Linked DNA regions of Sus scrofa: region 2 is linked to region 1. A link is a contact called in public Hi-C data. All regions are on one chromosome and are shown on one strand. The core of a region is the stretch at or near the end of the contact, and the rest is flanking DNA. Distances in the headings are between cores, read along the strand shown.

What was found. A called contact is a pair of places that touch in the nucleus more often than the background predicts.
Region 2: a contact with region 1 is called in a Hi-C map of liver, with 6 times the contacts expected there. The contact joins two enhancer-like sites. A contact is called at or near these places in 1 of 5 promoter capture datasets (liver) and 2 of 47 Hi-C or Micro-C datasets (both in liver).

The regions. Positions count from the first base shown.
Region 1 is chr15:129,956,362-129,959,343 of Sscrofa11.1, reverse strand. It overlaps LOC106506390 (a long non-coding RNA gene), which reads left to right. Exons shown (of 6, transcript XR_002339119.1): 6 at 1-614. Among named protein-coding and RNA genes, the nearest start is that of PID1, 260 kb to the left of the region's middle. Within about 2 kb of position 1,518, at least 1 of the 83 cell types and tissues checked has an H3K27ac peak or open chromatin away from gene starts, as enhancers often do. A contact at or near this core is called in liver, where this site is marked.
Region 2 is chr15:130,060,126-130,062,825 of Sscrofa11.1, reverse strand. No RefSeq gene overlaps it. Among named protein-coding and RNA genes, the nearest start is that of PID1, 150 kb to the left of the region's middle. Within about 2 kb of position 1,450, at least 5 of the 83 cell types and tissues checked have an H3K27ac peak or open chromatin away from gene starts, as enhancers often do. A contact at or near this core is called in liver, where this site is marked.

The DNA.
Region 1 (2,982 bases), core at 269-2,768:
TTATACTCTGCATGCAATATTTATAAGATAAAATGTCAGCAGATTTTGGTCTACTCACCCTGTAAAAAATATCACGAAAGACTGGACAAATACCTTCCCAGGCCCTTTCATGCCTGGCAGCATTGGTGTTGTCTGAGATACACTTCTACTCTTTTCCTTTTCCAAAGTGTCCCTATCTTTCAAAGCTCACCAAACATCCTGTCTTTTTAAAAAGAGATGACTTTTTCTCTGACTGCCAAGCACACAGAGAAGGCTCTCTTCTCTGAATTCTTCAATTCCTTCTTTCCTTTCTTCTGTGGCGGTATGTGTGGGAATCAAAACGTGTTTGGAGACAGACTGCATGCATTTTAAGGATAAGTTCTGTAATTTCCCAACTGGGTAACCTTGAAGACTAGACTCTCAGTGTCCCAACCTACAGTAAGGGACAATTATCCTACATGTTTTTAATTATAATAATAAGAAAATTTACCTTATAGGATTTTTATTAACTTAATTAAATTAACAAATGTTGCTAGATAGTGAGCATTATGTAAGTGCTAATATTATTTACAAATATGTATTTTTCAACAGTGATGCATTTGGCACTTATATATACCATACTAAACTCAGTATATATGTGTATATAAGTATGTGTATATAATTGTGTTTATATATATATATATAAATAACTGAATCACTTTACTGTACACCTGAAACTAACCCAACATTGTGAATCAACTATACTTCAATAAAATAAAAGTTTTTTTAAAATAAAATAAAGAGCCCCCTTTGATGAGCATTAGCAAATTTACTCTTCCATAAAACACCACCACAATGAAGATAACAAATATTTCCACCACTCTTAAAGGTTTCCTTGAGCCTTTTTTCAATCCTTCTTTCATCAATATTTCTAGGCAATGACTGATATTCTGTTCCTATGGATTAGTTTGCATTTTCTAGAATTTATATAAGTAGAATTATACCATTCTCTCTGGGTCTTGTTTCCTATTTAGCATGGTCATTTTGAGATCCATCCAAATTATTGCATGCGTCAGTAGTTTGCCCTTTATTACTTATAATTATTCCATTGTGTGGATATACCACAATTTGTTTACTCATTGAACTGTTGATGGAATATTGGATTTTTTCCAGCATTTGGATATTACTAATTTAGCTGTTTTAGACATCCATATACAGCTCTTTCTGTGGTTGCTTTCATATCTACTAGAGTGAAAACTCCTGGGTTATAGGGTAAGTAGATATTTAACTTTTCATGAAAAAGACAAACTGTCTTTAAGCGCCCTTGTGCCTTATTTCCCTTCTTTATATACCTTACAATATTTGGTGAATAGATTTTGAAGGAATTCTAGGTATAAGTGGAAGCATGCTTTTGTGGTATTTGAGGACAAAGGAAACTTTCCAGTTTTCCCTCATCTGTTGGGTCAAATTTCAAATAAATCATGAGACTCTCTGTACGTGCAAGTTACTGGCCCTTCCCATCCGTAATTAGAGCCTATGTCCTTTGGTCAGTGTCTGGTACATGAATAAATATTTGAATAAGTGAAGTTTGAGTAAGTATTTATTTTGAGGACAACCTGCATGTTGCCATGTGAAATTGTTCCTGACAAATGAATAGACTTGGAACTTACTTTTTTTAAAAAAAATATTGGAATATAGTTGACTTGCAAAACTGTGTTAATTTCAGATGTACAGCAAAGTAAATCAGTTATATATATATATACACACACACACACACATATATATATATATATATATCCATTCCTTTCCAGATTCTTTTGCCATATAGTTCATTAGACAGTATTGAGTAAATTTCCCTGTGCCATTTGGTAGATCCTTGTTACCCGTCTATTTATTATATAGTAATGTGTGTATATATGAATGCCAAACCCCTATTTTATCCCTCCCCCCACCATATTTCCCCTTTGATAACCATACATTTGGTTTTGAATCTTTGAGTCTGTTTCTGTTTTTTTTTAATTGTGTGGTATCATTGGAACTTGCTTTTTGAAAAACGGATTTTAAAATGATGAATTTATATGTCCTCTCTTGAAAAATAGCAGTGACACGTAGGCAACTGTGATTCTTATTTTATATGCTGTTCTTCTGTGTTCTATTGGGTTGTTTGTGTCATAAACAGATGTGTCTTAAACTCCATGGTAGAAAACAATTTCTTATAATTCTTTTGAAGGTTGTTATTCTTTTTTTTTTTTTTTTTTTTTTTTTTGCATAAGCTGGGAGTTTATTTTTCTTGCCAGAGGATTACCTAATTATGTTTGCAAAGGAACATATTGGTGGGGGTCTTTTTTTTTCCTTATTTGAAATGACTTTTTTTTCCCATTATAGCTGCTTTACAGTGTTCTGTCAATTTTATACTGTACAGCAGAGACCCAGTCACACATACATATATACATTCTTTTTTCTTACATTATCATGCTCTATCATAAGTGACTAGATGTAGTTCCCAGTGCTATACAGCAAGATCTCATTGCTTATCCATTCCAAAGACGATAGTCTGCATCTATTAACCCCAAATTCCAAGTACATTGAACTCCCCCCCTCTTGGAAACCACAAGTCTGTCCTCCATGTCCATGATTTTCTTTTCTGTGAAAGGTTCATTTGTGATGTATATTAGATTCCAGGTATAAGTGGTATCATATGGTATTTGTCGTTCTCTTTCTGACTTACTTTACTTAGTATGAGCATCTCTAGTTCCATCCATGTTGCTGCAAATGGCATTATTTTGTTCTTTTTTATGGCTGAGTAGCATTCCATTGTGTATATATACCACATATTCTTAATCCAATCATCTGCTGATGGACATTTAGGTTGTTTCCATGTCTTTGCTACTGTGAATAGTGCTGCAATGAACATACAAGTGCATGTGTCTTTTTCAAGGAAAGTTTTGTCTGGATATATGCCCAAGAGTTGGATTGCTGGGTCACATGATAGTTCTATACATAGTTTTCTAAGGTGCCTCCATA
Region 2 (2,700 bases), core at 201-2,700, 100 kb before region 1:
TGCAATTTTTTTTTGTGTTGCTTTTTATATTGGTCAGCCTAAATTGTCATAATAAAATACCACAGACTGGGTGGCTTAAACAACAGAAAAGTATTTTCTCACAGTTCTGGAGGCTGGGAATCTGAGATGAGGGTGCTAATGTGGTCAAGTTCTGGTAAGAGCTCCCTGCATGGCTTGCAGACAGCTATGTCTCACTGTGTCCTCACATGGCAAAGAAAGAGACAGAGACAGAGAGATGGCTTTCTGGTGTCTTTTCTTATAAGGGCACTGATCCTGTCATGAAGGCTCCACCCTCCTCTAAAACTAATTGCCTACCAAAGGACCCATCTTCAAATACCATCACTTTGGGGAATAGGGCTTCAGCATCTCAGTTTGAAAGGACCTAAACATTTATTTCATAACATGTTCTTTTGCAATATCTTTGTATATATACTGTACCCGCTCATTTTTAGCTTCACAGGAAGTATAATGTATCTCAGTATTTCTCAAAGTGTAATTTGTGGAGTCTTGGTGGTCCATGAAAACATTTTTAAGGTTTGTTTCAAGGTCCAAACTATTTTGATAACAATGCTAAAACATTTGTGTTTTTTTTTTTCTTCATTATTTGACATTTGCACCACTGGTGTGAAGAAATGGTGGCTGAAACTCTTGGTTCTTAGCATAAATTAAGGCAACAGCACCAAAATGTAGTGGTAGTCACTGTAGTTTTCACAGTGATAAATTCACAGTTTAAAGAAATTCCCAGTTTTAGGAGTTTCCATTGTGGCTCGGTGGTTAAGAACTGGACTAGTGTCCATGAGGATGTGGGTTCAATCCTTGGCCTCACTCAGTGGGTTAAGGATCTGGCATTGCCAAGAGCTGTGGTGTATGCCACAGATGTGGCTTGGATCCTACCTTGCTGTGACTGTGGTGTAGGCCAGCACCTACCGTTCCTATTGGACCCATAGTCCAGGAAATTCCGTGTGCCTTCAGGTGCGGCCTTAAAAAATAAAAATAATTCTCAGTTTTAGTTTTCTGTGAGAGTATTTTCAACAAAGCAGAGATCATTGCTAATTCTATTAAATCTTGCCCTTTCAGTACATGTCTTTAAAATATTTTGCGCAATGAAATGTGAATTACACATAGAGCACTTGTGCGGAATAGGAAAGTGTGATGGTTGTCTCAAAGCAAACGAGCTCCCTCTTCATGGACTACTGTCTTTACATGAAAGAATAACTGACAGAAAAACCAAGATTATTCAGATTTGAGCACTTGGCAGATATGTCCTTCAAAAATACATCAAGTCAGACTGTCACATCAAGGAAGATAATCCTTGTTGCCAATGGAAAACAAAATCAGACTTTCAAGCTAAAACAAGAAGTTTGGAAAAGCCTTATCACGCCATTCTGAGCTTGACAGCATCCCAGTACTTTTGATGAGTTTAGTAGTGATGTTGACAATGCGATTTCTCAATATTTCACAATAAAATGATTCAATATTTAAAAGAGCTACATTACTCAATGAACCAAATGATCAAAGCTTGATGTTACAAAATCATGCATGAGTAAGAGTCATTCAAAGTGCAAGTTAGACCAAAGGATTTTAATGCAATAGAGTAAGAAAAGTTTATTGTTATGGTTTCATATTCCACAGTGAAACTACCCTTTAAGAAACTACAACTTCTTAAGTTTTGGAATGTTAAAGAAGAATGTTGATAATTATTTGAAAGGGTTTATATTAAAATACTGCTCCCTTTCCAACTACATAATGTGTAAAGCCAGATTTTTTCATATGTGTCAACCGAAGCGACAATGTCTCATCAGAGTAAGTGCAGAAGCAGATACTAAAATCCAGCTTTTTTCTATTAAGCCAGGCATTAAAAATTTTTAAGAATGTAGAACCATGCCACTCTTCTCACTATTTGTTTTCTTTTGGTTTGCAAAATATAGTTATATTGCATTAAAATTCAAGTTAATGTCTAATGGGTTTATTATTGCTAATTTTAAATGAATTACAAAATACCAAGGCTCTTTGTGATCCTCAGTAATTCTTAGAGCATGATGAGGTCCTGACACCAAAACATTGGAGATGAGTGGGTATAGTGGTTCAGAGCATAGACTCTGTGGCCGAGCTGTCTGTGTCCAAATTCTGACCATCTCTTTCTAGTTATATGACCCTGGGCAACTGACTTAAATCCACTAGATTACATAACCTCTTTGTGCTTCAGTTTCTTTATCTGTCAAATGAGGATCATAGGAGTGCCTAACGATAGGATTGTTGTGGGTATTGAATGCATGTAGCATGCCTAGCACCTAGTATAAGCCACGTATGTTACTGTGAGATTCCTAATACTAATAATCACAAAATTTGACCCAATTATTCTTGAACAGCTGTCTCTTGAAATTTAATTAATAAAGGAGCAAAGCCCTTGCCATAAGCTATTGAGAACTCTCCTCTTTGTTCAAAGTTATGTATTTGAGTTATTGTAGCCTTTGCACCTTGCCAGCTGAGATGAGCTGATGCAGAACTTGTCATCAGTGAAGGCCTGTCTCTCCTCCACCTTCCTCCTTGGTTGATGGCTTTGGGGTTGTTTGATTTACAAGTGATTCTTCCTTCATGTCTCCTTTCCTGCTTCTCAAAAGTTCGTGCCATGAGGATCCTCACCCAGCCACACCTCTTTGTCCTCTTTGATCTGCACTGAATCTGGCCACACTTCTCATA